Regions from separate parts of the Mus musculus genome. Here region 2 is linked to region 1. The links are chromatin contacts, called in public Hi-C maps. All regions are on one chromosome and are shown on one strand. The core of a region is the stretch at or near the end of the contact, and the rest is flanking DNA. Distances in the headings are between cores, read along the strand shown.

What was found. Hi-C and Micro-C count contacts between places; a contact is called where the count stands out from the background.
Region 2: a contact with region 1 is called in a Hi-C map of bone marrow-derived macrophages, with 23 read pairs. A contact is called at or near these places in 4 of 39 promoter capture datasets (the C10 cell line, the HPC-7 cell line, cranial neural crest and 1 more), 54 of 484 Hi-C or Micro-C datasets (the 63-12 cell line, the AML12 cell line, CD4 T cells and 39 more), 20 of 130 datasets of targeted methods (CD8 T cells, the HPC-7 cell line, the NIH/3T3 cell line and 12 more) and 2 of 9 other capture datasets (adipose tissue and pancreatic islet).

Annotation. Positions count from the first base shown.
Region 1 is chr19:6,470,502-6,477,463 of GRCm38.p6, forward strand. Nrxn2 (neurexin II) reads left to right here. Exons shown (of 23, transcript NM_001205234.2): 8 at 1,757-1,918; 9 at 2,817-3,255. Among named protein-coding and RNA genes, the nearest start is that of Gm52381, 23 kb to the right of the region's middle.
Region 2 is chr19:6,666,387-6,673,618 of GRCm38.p6, forward strand. No RefSeq gene overlaps it. Among named protein-coding and RNA genes, the nearest start is that of Gm32245, 100 kb to the left of the region's middle.

The DNA of each region.
Region 1 (6,962 bases), core at 3,545-6,044:
CTCAAAAGTATTCAAACTGCCCCCTCCCAAGATACCCGTCCCTCCTGTCCTTGAACCCAGTTCTTCTAGCACAAGGTTTGATGGTTCACAGGAGGTTGCTTCTTCAGTCTGCACCCTGCTCAACCCCACCCTGTTCACCACGAGGCTCTAGCCAAGCACGGGGAGGGGCACTTTTGGGTCCCCCTGCTCTTAGGAGTTCTAACCCACCCTCTGACAACAGAATACTGAAGACCAGGAGCTGGAAAATGGCTGGTAGCCTATGCTGCGGACTAGAGTAGGGGACATGGTAGTGTGTGACTCGCAGGCCCTTACCTTATTACTTTACCTGGAAATGCAGCACTTCTAAAGCATCTTTGGGGAACAAGAAGGGCTCCAGGATGCAGCCTGTGGAAGTGCAGGGTGGGTTTGCCCTGAACCAGGTCCTAACCAGGCCTCCCTGACTCCTAAGCCACAGCTCCCTTGCCTCCTCCCCCTCCAGCCTTGCCGTGAGTGAAGCCTCCCCGAGCTCTTCTGGGGACGAAACCTTGCAGGGACCAGGTGAACATTTGCCGATTACCCCAAAGGTAACGTGTGCCTTCACCAGCGCCCAGGCCCTCTCTGAGCACCAGGCACACCTTGCTCTGTTTTTGGCTCCTTGCCTTCTATATGAATTCTCCACCCTGGGAAGGGGTTTCCTTAGGTTGGCCCGGGCCTCACGGCCTCACGGCCTCACGTTCCTAAGGGTAGAACAGCAAGGGTGGGATCTACAGAGAAGGATGAAGGTGACCTGGGAAACGGCACAGGGCTGTTCCCTTTGGAAGCAAACTGGTGACTCTCCCAGATGTATAATCTCAGCCCAGGAGAGCAGGAGGTGAGAGGCCGAAGGTCAAGGCCAGCTTAGGCTCTAGAGCAACAACTTTTTTTAATGACTCAAAATACCAGGATACCTTTGATCTTGAGTGGCAAAGGTAAAAGTCAGCCCTGATAGGAGTCATACAACTCCTGTCCTAAGACTAGCAGGTTAAGCCGGGCGTGGTGGCGCACGCCTTTAATCCCAGCACTCGGGAGGCAGAGGCAGGTGGATTTCTGAGTTCGAGGCCAGCCTGGTCTACAAAGTGAGTTGCAGGACAGCCAGGGCTACACAGAGAGACCCTGTCTCGAAAAACCAAAAACCAAAAAAAAAAAAAAAAAGACTAGCAGGTTAACTGGTCCTCTCCGTCCTGCTATCTCTGCTGTTCCCCCAGCCAAGGCTGCAAGAACATAGCGCCAAGCAGAGGGGCTGCAAGTGAGACTCAGCACTGCTACCCAGGAAGGAAGGAAGGAAGGGCAGGGAAGGGCAGGGAAGGGCTCTTCTCCCTCGGAAAGGCTGGGAAGCTACACACGTGGCCACAGTGCTCTGTTGAGACAAAGTTGAGAGTGCAGCTTCCTCTCCCCACCTCTCTGGTGGGAAGGTTCCCTAGTGCAGAGCATCCCCCTGGACTTGCTTCTTCAGCCCATCATGGTGAGTGCCCTGTGCCACCTTCAGGTTCTCACCTGCAGGGCTTGGGCCATGGGTTGTGCAGGGCAGGCCTTAACCCTGAAACCATCAAATCTCGGGCTGTTTCCTCTTCCCTCTTCCTCCTCTCCACCCCACTGTTCCGCCTCCAAGACAAGCAGACATAAAAATGGGGGTCCCCCTCCCCCACTGCCCCCTGGTCCCTCCCTTGCCCGCCTGTGGCTCTTCCCTGGGTGTTGATGTCGGTTGTCTCCTGTCTCTCCCCCTCCTCGGGCTGGGCAGGTGACCATCTCGGTGGACGGGATCCTGACCACCACAGGCTACACGCAGGAGGATTACACCATGCTGGGCTCTGATGACTTCTTCTACATTGGGGGCAGCCCCAACACAGCCGACCTGCCTGGCTCACCTGTCAGCAACAACTTCATGGGCTGCCTCAAGGACGTGAGTAGGGCTGTGGTTGGCCAGCCTGCCCTGTGATTTAGTCTGCCCTGGCCTCTGTCCCTTGTGAGTCTCTGGTGGGATGTGACTCTTCTTTAAAGCCTGAAGCTATTGACTCACGTGGAGGGGAGTCACCCCTTTCTGTTTCTTTGGCCTTGAAACTCCCTCTCCTCGGAGGCTTTTCAGAGCTGAGGTCCACAGGGAAGGCTGCAGGCCAAAGCACGTGTCTTCACGTGTCTTCAAATGTCTGTCTTCAGGCACATGTCTTTCCCTCACTGGCTCTGTTGGCCAAGTCATTCCACCTCGTGGGTTGTCTGATGTGTAGATGAAGGGTGGTTTCCTATGTCAGTCTCTGTACAGAACATAGACAGGAGTTAACCCATTAGAAGAGAGCAGGCAGGTCAGGGACATCAGCGGACAGACGCCTGCCCAGCACACATGCCCCCATGGGTTCTATCAGCACACTACAACTGAGCGTGGTAGTGCACACATGCGATCTCAGTGTGTGGGAGGTGGAGGCAGGCAGACAAACTCAAGGTCGTCCTTAGCTATTCAGTGAGTTTGAAGCTATCCTAAGCTTCCTGAGACTCAGACTCAGGAAATAGTGACGGTAGCAACAGTGGCCCGCCTTTTTGTCATTGTGAATGACAGTTGAGCTGGACCCAGGAGCCCACAGAAGGAGCTTCCTGGCCAGTGTGGGGCTGGAAGACCGGAGAGAGGCAGCGAGGGGACTGTATAGCTTGAGAACAGAGGCCTGAGCCCTATGGGCTGATGGTGCTGAGCTTGGGACTGCTGGGATGGGTGGGTGTCGATGGACCATGGTAGCCAGGGAGGGAGACCCTTGGTAGTCAGACCCAAGGCTGCTTCCGCTTCCTTACCCAGACCCCTCTCCTCCATACAGGTGGTCTACAAGAATAATGACTTCAAGCTGGAGCTGTCCCGACTGGCTAAGGAAGGGGACCCGAAGATGAAGCTGCAGGGGGATTTGTCTTTCCGTTGTGAGGATGTGGCTGCCTTGGACCCTGTGACCTTTGAGAGTCCTGAGGCCTTTGTCGCACTGCCCCGCTGGAGCGCCAAGCGCACTGGTTCCATCTCCCTGGACTTCAGAACCACTGAGCCCAATGGGTTGTTGCTCTTCAGCCAGGGCCGGCGGGCTGGGGCCGGGGTAGGCAGTCACAGTTCTACCCAGAGGGCCGACTACTTTGCCATGGAGCTGTTGGATGGCTACCTCTACCTTCTGCTGGACATGGGCTCCGGGGGCATCAAGCTGCGGGCGTCTAGCCGCAAGGTCAATGATGGTGAATGGTGCCACGTGGACTTCCAGAGGGACGGGCGCAAAGGTCAGGAGGCCTCTGGACCTTCCCTTCCCCTGGCCACTCTTTTCTGCCTGCCCACCCTCTAGAGCTTTCACCCCCTGCTCCTAGTCTCCTCTCCCAGTTTTCCCTTGGCCCCTCTGTCATGGAGCTTGGAGAGCTGGCAGAAGGCGCAGGGACCTGGATTCATACTCTACTCCTCCTTATTTGTGACAGGAACAGTCACGCAAGGTCACTGTGGATGGGAGAGAGCAAGACTAGAAACACTGACATCACACCTAATGTAGAGATGTCGCAAAGCCAGGAGCGGTGGCTCATGCCTGCAATCCCAGCATCCGGGAGGCAAAGGCAGGAGGAGCACCATAAATCTGAGGGCATTTTGGACTATGCAGTGAGGTCCAGACCAGCTGGGGCGGCATAGTGAGGAGACATCGTCTCAAAACAAAGCAAAGTGGTTCTCCAGCCACCGATCCCTTCTATCCAGAGTCATGTTTCTTTCACTTAACAGGAAGCAGCTATCCCTCACTGTCTGGAAGGACTGCTCCTAGGACCCCCAAAGACACCAAAACCCACGGTGCTCAAGTTCCTCATAAAAGACGGTGCCGTGTTGTGTATCACCTGTACACATCCTCCTGGATAACTTGTTATCCCTAGGGTCCTCAAAATGCCTAATGGAACGTAGATGCTGGGACTGGGGCTAGCACAATGCCTAGGCTCCAGGCAAGGTGGGGCTCTCCTGTAATCCCAGTACTAGGGAGGTAGAGGCAGGAAGATCAAGAGTTCAAGGTCACATCCGGGTACATACAGGATTTGAGGCTAGCTTTGGCGAGAGAGAGAGAGAGAGAGAGAGAGAGAGAGAGAGAGAGAGAGAGAGAGAGAGAGAGAGAGAGAAAGAGAAAGAGAGAGAGAAACATAAGGCTATATAATAGTTACATTGTAGTTTTATGGTGGTCGCTATTAAATTGGTTGGTGAATAAGGACCAGCAGTATCTGTATGTGTTTAGTACAGACAGTTCGTTCCTTAAGTATCTCCATCCACGTTTGTTGGCTGAATGCGGAGCCAGAGTACACAGAAGCTGCCTGGTTTTCTGAGCGCTAGCTGTGGACTGACAGACCGCCCACCTCGTTCTGGCCACCACAGATGCAGTGAATAGGTCACCACCTGCCTGGCCATGAGGGTTCCAAATCGAGAGAACAGCTGGCGGGCTGTAACTAGCCAGTCCTCACCCTGTGTAGCTCCCAGGGTCGGCTGACATCGGATGAATTCAGAGTGGCTATGCGCGACTTTTTAGAACTTCTGTTGCTCTGGCCACTGCCTCCTCCTCCTTCCCTTTCGGCCTCCCGCTCTCAGGCTCTTGTTTTCCGCCTGCTAATTCCTGTGTGCTTGCCTCCATCTTGTTGAACCCAAGAAAGAGAATTGATACAAATGAGGCCTGACACATTATCCAATTTAAGTGCTTATCAACGTCAACTAAATTTTCTCATTCCAGCAGCCATCACCACTGCTGGCCTGCGAGTCAGCAGTGACCTCCTCTGCTCACTGCCTGGGAGGAGGGGACTGCCAGGCACCCAGAAGTGAGGCCATGCCATCATTTCCTCCCCCTACCCCCACCGCTCTCCCTTCCCCCCACTGCCCAGAGAGCCAGAGAAAACCATGAGAAAGGACTTTAGCTCTTGGCTCTGCCTCGTGACAGCACTGTGGGTCTTTGCTGACAGTCTCTAGGGTTCCTCACAGGTGGTCAGCGACCCATCCAGGAACTTGGGGTAGCTGTTTCAACCTTCCCTTGTTTTTCCTGCATCCCCACACCCCAGTGCTGACAACTGAAGCCTGCTCCTGCTGAGCCCCACCCCAGATTCCTTCTTCCTGTTTTTGTAATTTTTCAGTTGTGTTTTATATGTTGCTCTTGTGCCAGGCATATGTGTGGAGGTCCGAGGGCATTCTGGGAGCTGGTTCTGGCCTTCCACTTTTTGAGAAAGGATCTTTCTTGTTTCTGCTGCTTCCCTCTGTAGCCTGGGCTAGCTGGCTTCTTGGCGATTGCCTGTCTCCATCTCTCATCTGACCATAGGGAGACTGGGGTCTTGGCCCCACGCTGCACGTCTTCTTTTCTGTGGGTTCAGGGGATACAGCTTGGGTTCTCTACCTTGCATAGCCAGCACCTTGCACACTGGCCTGACTCTGGGGTCCTCCCACATTGCCTTGCTTTTGTTTCTTTTTGAAACTGTGGCAAATCGCACGTCACACACATTTCTAGTCTTCGTCATTACTCATGATTAGGGCTCTGACTACACTCAAGTCTCTGCACAGCCCTCACCAACGTCCAGGTGCAGTTTCCCCATCTTCCCACACTGAAGTCTCTGTTAAACATAAGCTCTCCTCTCCCTGTCCCCAGCCTCTGGCCACCATCTCTGTTTGAACTACTCTGGGACTTTAGATGAGTGACGACACACAGTACTACTTCATGTGTTCGCGTACATGCTTGCGTGTGTGTGGAGGCACACATATGTGGGTGCACACATGCATGTGCAGATCCAAGGCTGATGGCAGAAACCAGCCACTCCGTTCACTGAAGTAAGGTCTCTCAATCAAACCCAGAGCTCACAGATTTGGCCAGCCAGCTTGCTAGGGGATCTCTCTCTCTCTTTTCCTGTTAAACATTTAAACATTTTTTTATTAGATATTTATTTACATTTCAAATGTTAAACCTTTTCCTGGTTTCCCCTCCGAAAAACCTTCCTCCATTCTCTCCCCTAGGGGATCTCTTGTCTCTGCCTTCTAAGGTTGATATTATAGGTGGGCCAGCACACCCACCTGGCATTTCTGTGGTTTCTGGGGATTTGAACTCTGAGCTTCATACTTAAGCAGCAAACATATTAACCACGAACCATCTCCCCAGCTTCTCCTTTTCCTCCCTCCCCTCTCCCTCCCCCTCCCTTTCTTCTTTCCACTCAACACAGAGTCTCACACATAGTCCAGTCTAACTTTGGAATAACTTTGGAGTGGAGATCCTGTTGTCTTGGCCTTCCAGAGGATTAGGGTAACAGGCATGCGCCACTATATCCTATCTGTATATTTGACTTCTTTATTTTAATGACTTATTTGTTTTACTTTGCATGCATTGGTATTTTGCCTGCACATATATCTTAGGGTGTCGGATCCCCTGAACCTGGAGTTACAGACAATTGTGAGCTGTCATGTGGGTGCTAGGAATTGACAGAAGTCCCCTGGAAGAGGAGCCAGTTCTTTTAACTGCCGAGCCATCTCTCCAGCCCCTATATTTGTCTTCTTATGCCTGGCTGTTTCAGTGAGTAGAGTGTCTTTCAAGGTTCATCTGTGTTGTAGTGTGAGTCAGAACTCCCTTCCTCTCAATGCTGAATAACAGTGCCATGCCCACATCTTGTTTACCTTTTCTTCTGTCAAGGAATGAGTCAGGTGGCTCCTATTCCATACTGGGGAGCGACTCTGGAGCAGGGGTCAGAGTTCCTTTCAGTTCCTTCCTTCTTCCTCTCAGCACTCAGCTCGTGCTGACTCCTGTTCCAGCCAAAAGACGGGTCACGGCAGGCTCTGGGGACTCTGGCCATAAACAGTGAGATAGGCCATCACAGGGGCCACTTTTGGGATCCTGTTAGGAGAGGGACCCAGCAGCAGGACCCTGAGGAAGGTGATGCCTTGTCATGAGAGAACAGGTTTGGGGCCACGGTATTGAAGGGACCCTAGGGCTGGTGGCATGGCTCAG
Region 2 (7,232 bases), core at 3,080-5,579, 200 kb after region 1:
CCCAGCATTTGTACTAAATATGAACAGACTTCTCTGTGCCGCTATTCTCTATTTACATAGCATTTGCATAGTATTGGGTCTTAGCAGAAATCTAGAGCCATTTTAAACTATAAGAGAGGATGCACCTAGGTTATATGCAAATATCATGCCATTTTATGCAAATAAGCATCTGCAGATTCCGTTGTGGGGAGGGCACCCTCTGCAGATACTGAAGGGCAGCTTTGTGTGGTTTAAGTATTCAAGGAGAAGGTGTGCTGAGCGCTCCTTTAATCCCAGCCTCCAGGCTGAGGCAAGCAGATGGTCTGTAAGTTCAAGATCAGCCTGGTCTACACAGCAAGATCCAGGTCTACACAACAAGATCCAGGTTAAGAAGCGAGCCCTGTTTTAAACAAACAAACTATTATTTATTTAAGTATAAATATTTAAATCAAACAATAACTTTAAAGTTTTTAAGATACATGAAAGGCAAGCAGGACAGCAATGCCTGCAATCCCAACACTCACAGAAGTCTGAGACAGGATTGCCACCATATCAAGGTCAGCCTGGTCTCCATAGTGAATACCAGACCAACCTGGGGCTGGAGAGATGGCCCAGCAGTTGAGAGCACGCACTGCTCTTCCAGGAGACCTGAGGTCAGCTGCTAACACCCATGCCGAGCAGCTCACAACTGCCTGTAACTCCAGCTGCAGGGACCACCCCGGGACCCTCCACAGTACACATGCGGAAATCAGAAGCAACCCTCAGGAGTCAGCTCTCACTACTATGTGGGTCCCAGGGATCAAACTGGGGTCGTTGGGCTTGGAGGCTGGCATCTTTACTGGATGAGCCATCTTGCTGCCCTGTGGTTTTTATAATTTTGTACACAGAAGCTCTAAGCATATCTGAAAAGACAAATCAACGAAACGGTGCTCCATTTGGCATCGCAAGAGTCTAAGATCAGGGTCAGCAAGATGGGTCAGCAGGTCACAGTGTGTGGAGGTAACAATAAACATTAAAAAAAAAAAAAAGACAAAAACCACAACAACAAAGAACTGTGTCCCCTCACTAACACTAGCCGCTGTTGGCGGATGCCTCCCCAAATCAACGCCCACCTTCTTCGTTGCTAGCAGAACCTTGACACTGTTTAGGTATCAAACCCACTTGCACAGACTTGGCAAAGATGCAATCCAGCCAATGAGCTGGGGGGATGGGAAGAGAAGGGGAAAGGTAGGATGGGAGAAGGCACTCCAGGAAGCGTGTCTGTGCTAGTCAGCATAGGTCAGCTGCTGTAACAAACACACCCCAGACCTCTATAGCTTAACACAGTGCTAGTCAGCATAGGTCAGCTGCTGTAACAAACACACCCCAGACCTCTATAGCTTAACACAGTGCTAGTCAGCATAGGTCAGCTGCTGTAACAAACACACCCCAGACCTCTATAGCTTAACACAGTGCTAGTCAGCATAGGTCAGCTGCTGTAACAAACACACCCCAGACCTCTATAGCTTAACACAGTGCTAGTCAGCATAGGTCAGCTGCTGTAACAAACACACCCCAGACCTCTATAGCTTAACACAGTGCTAGTCAGCATAGGTCAGCTGCTGTAACAAACACACCCCAGATCTCTATAGCTTAACACAGGCTATCCTAGCAAGCCCAACATAGACATTCTGGTTGGTGTCCAGCCTGAGGTGCTCCATCTCATCGGCAGGCCCAGGTCCTTCCATCCTGGAGCTCTGCCACCCTCAAATGAGGCCTGAATCGCTACGACCAGAAAAGCAGCGTGAGTGGCACCTGGTCAGATCAGGCCCCATGGTCACATGACCCTCTCAGCTGCAGAGAGAGCTGGGAAATGTCTTTCAGTCATGCCATAGGGAAGAAAATGAGTGTAATTAAAGCAAGAACTGAGCACTGCCTGGCAACAAGGCCCCATTGGTCCCTTCCTTCCATGCAGAGGACTCATCCAACTCTTACACTCTGAGAGTAAGGATTTTCATTGCTGTCACCAGACAGTTCCTTTGTACCAATGTCTTCACAGTTGACATGGGTGCTAGCGGGTCAGCCCCTCTCTGGAGTTTGTATAGCTTTGGCCAAAAGCCAGCTGCAAGAGTATGAACTGCCCTCCCGGGCATCTCTGTGAAGGGTCCCCAGTCTGGCCAGACAGGATGCCACCAGCCCTTGTCTTCTGATAGCTACAGAGTGAACTAACCATGAGATTCTTGTCACTGTTCAGGGGAAGAAAAGCAACAATCCAGGGGACCAGGGTCCCTTGCTCTTAGTGTGAGGACAGAGGCCTCTCTGATGGAGGACACACACAGCCCACAGAAAGGCTTTGGGGAACTCAAAACACACATTCCAGAATTTCAAACTCAATAGAGGAAGTGAAGAGACAGTGGCTACTCTGAAATCTGCATTTGGAAAGAGGAAATGGAGTGGAGAGCAAGACGAGAGAGAAGGGCAAACTTCAACAGAGACTCGAGGCTGGATCTGCCAGGACCAACCTTGGGAGCAGGCCAGTTTCTAAAGGGAGAGAAGAATGAGTGAGGAGAGATACAGTAACTTAGGAAACCCTAGAGTGGGGGCTGGGAACAGATCAGTGGGTAAGTGCTTGTCACACAAGTATGAGTTCAAACCCACATAGAAAAGAAGGGAGTGGGCATGCTCAGCCTGTAATTCCAGGAGTGTGCACGCAAAAGAAATACTAGCTCAGAAGAACAGCAGGAGTCTGGGGATCTTAAAAGGCCCCAGGCAAGGATGGAAGGATACAAAGAAAGAACACGTGTAGCCTAGGGCTGGATGGGCAGTGGAGACCCGGGTGAGACAAGTCTGCAGAGCTTGGAGGTTGAAGCACCTGGCCCTGGAGCTGCCTATCTTATTTGCGTATTTGCAACCTTGGAAGGGAACAGGGAGGGAGTTAGAGAGCAGCAGATCCAGAAGGGAAACAGAGCAGAAAACATTTACAAGTTCAAAATCAGACCCAAGTGGAACACTGAAAAGAGCTTAAGGTGGGGAGAGCAAGACCCAGCCACAGTGTGGTGACAAAGCAGGGGCACAGTTACGCTGCAGGGAGAATAGCACCCCTGAGATGTTACAGGAGATGCTCAAAACGCAGGGGGTCCTTCAGGGTCCTGGGAACGAACGGATGGCGCAGTAGATACACAACGATGTCAAGGGGCAGAGGGTGAGAGAGGGGAGGTGAATGTGTCCCCACGCTTTTTTCTCTTGAGGTGGTGTAGACAGAGGTGCTGAGAAATACATCAGGGGTTTGATGTTATCCTGGGAGCAGCAATATGGCTTAGTGGGTAAAGGGACCTGCAACCAAGCTTGATGACCTGAGTTCAAACCTCAGACCTCCATGGTGAAAGGAGAGAACTGACTCCCAAAGTGGTCTTCTGACCCCATGGTGCACGTACACAAAATAAATATGAGTCTGTTTTAGTATATTCATCCTAAATATACTTATATATTTTCATATATTCATCCTACCAGGAAAGAATTGGAAGTTTAAACAAGGTCAAGGTGCAGCATTGAGCATCCTCAGGAGTGCATCACGGTGGGTGGGGTGTAGCCCGAGAGCAAGCACATGAGAAAATGGCTGTCATGACACCTGCATGCAGCAGGGTTAGTGCCTGGGCCAGCATCTGGGGTGGTGGTGGCTGAGCCCTCAGCTTCCTGACTGAGACAGAAATAGCAGCTCTCTTGCAAGCTGGTTCCATGGAAGGAAGGGGCGAGGAGGAAGGACTTACCAGTAACACAAACTAGAGAGCTTTGCTCTGTGACAAACGTAAGCCCTCACAGTCTACAAGGGCAGGGGATGGAAGGCCCTTACCAACGTGAACGCTTCTGATACTCCACCCCTTCTGCCAAGCTGTACCGTTTACCGTTTATGCTCCCCAGAAAATGGGAAGATAGAACTAAAAAGCAGGGAGATTCGGCATAAGCAAGGCTACATAGCTCTTAGCCACTAACTCCAACCTCATGAAGCTGGAGCAGGAGAATGACCACAAGCCTAAGCTAGCCTCAAAAGCAAGCCTGCAAATAAACACACACACGCACACACACACACACACACACACAACACACATACTCCACGGTTTCACATAAGCAAGCTGGTCCCATTTTGCTATGCAAATGAGGATGACCTTAAAACTCCGCCCCTCCTGCCTCAAGCTCCAGAGTTCTGGGATTGCAGGTGTGAGTCGCCACACCTGTGCTGCACTCTTGCCGTTGTTCACTCTGTCTCCCTAGGCATCAGCGTCATTTACTCCTCTGTCCACTCTGGTCCTCATAGGGTGGCCTCTCAGTCAGTGGGAGGGGCCAGGGCTGGGCTGGTGTGCTGTTCTAGGAGGGAAGGAAGCTCTGATGTGCGGTGCTCATGGTGTGCAGGCACGCATGGTTTGAATGCTCCCAAATGGCTGGTTTCCAGTGGCTCCCAGCAGGACGCCACTGGAGAGAGCTGGGGAGCCACAGTCCCAGGGGTGACTCTACCTGCTACCACACATGGCAGTAAAGACACTTGTCTGTGCTAAACAGCATCCTTCAAGATAGAAGACAGAAAACACACTTAGTCCAGGCCAGTGGTTCTCAACCTTCCTAAGCCTATGACCCTTTAATACAGTAGTTCCTCGTGCTGTGGTGACCCCCAAACCATATAATTATTCTTGTTGCTACTCCATAACTGTAGCTTTGCTATAACCCCTGTAAAAGGCTCCTTTAACCTGCCCCCTCGAGGGTGGCAACCCACAGGTAGAGAACCACTGGTCTAGGCCAACCCCGGCCTCTCCGGAGCCAGTGAGTCCTATCCAAGCCCTTTGGTGTCAGAGCAGCCAAGAAGGGAGGATGGAGAGGTGGATGCTGTGGAGGCCTTCCTGAGTGGGGACTGCTGTGGAGGCCTTCCCGGCAATCCTTACAACTTCCAGAGGCAACCTCAACTTCAGCAGGCCCAAGAGTAGATCCCACTCAGAGATGTTGGGAACAGTGGCTGATTGCTGGCTCAGGTGACAAGCCATGAGGAGGACAGGAGCACCCCAGGGAGAATGGAGACAGCAGAAGCCAATGTCTCCCAAGCATGAGGGAAGCAGCCTCACCATGGCTGAAGGGAGGAGCTGGTTGACAGAGCGCAGGAGGTAAAGTCCTGGGGAGCTTGGGGTAGCTCCTCCTGGCCACTCCCTCTTCACCCTGTACAAGCTCTGGTTCTCCTCATTGAACCCTGGAGCCATTGGCAAGAAGAAAGAAAGTGCAGGGCCTGGGAGCAGTTTGCATCTCCATCACCTCTCCATGATGGGCAGTGGGCTCATCTCCCTACAAGCTGAGCAGGGATGTTGGGAAGCAGGACTCAGGGTGCTGTAGCCCTTGCCTCCCCTGTCCTGGAGTCAGCTCCTCCAGAGGACCATGCAGAGGACTGTGTAGAGGACCATGCAGAGGACTGTGCAGAGGACTGTGCAGAGGACTGTGCAGAGGACTGTGTAGAGGACCGTGCAGAGGACTGTGCCTGGACTGAAGCCACATGGTGTCTCCAAGCATCGCTTCCCACGCAGTCTGTGCAGAAAACCTGCTTCTCCCTGCTGCCAACAGAGCTCATTGCTTCAGTGACTGGCAGTGTGGCATCAGGTGAAAAAGAGCAGCTATGAAGCTGTATTTATAGCTGGGTGTGGTACCACACGCCTGGAATCCCAGTTCGAAGGAGGTGGAGGCAAGAAGGACAAGAGTTCAAGGCCAGTCTCGAGTACCTGACGTCCTGTCTCAAAAAATAAAAAGAAAGGGCTGGAGAGATGCCTCAATGATTAAGAGCACTGCTCTTTCAAAAGACCAGGGTTCAAGTCCCAGCACTCACACTGTAACTCACAGCCTTCTACAACTTTAGTCCTAGGAGATCTGAAATCCTCTTCTGGCCCCTGTGAGCACCAAGCACACACACACACACACACACACACACACACACACACATTAAAATGGGAAAAAATACAAAAATGCTCAATTCGTAATGTAACATTGTAGCTGGTCTTTGCTACTTTGTGAGTTCTTCTTTTCCTTTTATCTGACCCCCTGAGCCTCCAGCCAGCTCTTTCCCCTCCCACTGTCATGCTTTCCCTACCATGATGGACTTCTGCTGTTTCTATCAGGTGTCTTGGTCACAGCAACACAAGAGTAATCCAGTCCCCAAAGCTGTGAGCTGTGCAAGGCTTTGGGGAGGCAGGCTTTGGGCAGGCTCGTCCACTGATGGTGAAGACTGATTGCCTCCGGCCTGGAGTCAGACTGAGTTGGATAGAAAAGGCTGGCAGAGCTAAGAGCAATTTAAATTTAGGAAATGAAGCAGTCCCTGTTGGCACACAGATCACACCCTCTGAGACAGGAATTACTGTCACCTTTGTATAAGTGACGACGTGAACTCACTGTCAGTTAGTGAGACAGGACTCGTGTCTTAGTCTCCGCCGATGTTTCCTCTGACTAGGAGGTTTTATTTCATTCTTTGCTTTTAATTGTGTGTGGCTTTTTCAGTTGGTCCAGCCTATTAAAGGGTATACTTGAGTTATACTCTGAATTCTCATTGTGGCCCCCAGTATAAGGGACATGGGAGCAGGCATCTCTGAACCCTGATGACTAGCCTGACAGGTACCTTGCTCAAGCTTACACTGAGGCTAGGTAACCTCCAGGCTGAAGGCAGCTGCATCTGGGGCGATGCTTCATAACCCAGCTCCCTTGTGCCAAGCCGGGACCAGAAGAGACTCACTAGAAGAGACCCCAAGTCAGTGCAAATGACTCCAAAATGCCTCCCCTTAGGACTGAGGAGGGGGCTTGTACAGTTTGGGACATTTACCCTGGGTCAGTTATGATGTAGGGGGGGAAGCATGAAGAAGTCTCAGAACCAATTGAAAGTCACAGTAGCTGGGTTAAAGGATGATGGTTCTCTGCTGACTCAAGGTTCCAAGTTCAAATCCCCAGCCTTCATGAACATACCAGGTGCCCATGGGATTCCATCTGTAACTTCAGAACTCAGAAGGCAGAGAGAGGCTGTGGATGCCCAGAGCAGGCTGGCTAGTCAGACTAACCCAGTCAGCAAGCTCTGAGTTCACGTCAGAGGCCTTGCTCCAATGAACAAGGTCGAAAGTGATCAAGGGAGACCTTTATCACAACTTCAAACACACACTCATATTGAAAGGAAATAAAACTTGAGACATGTGATTCATGTAATTTATGTCAAATAGCCCAAAGAGTTGTTTGTGAGCTTTGAAACCTGGGGCTGAGAACATAGC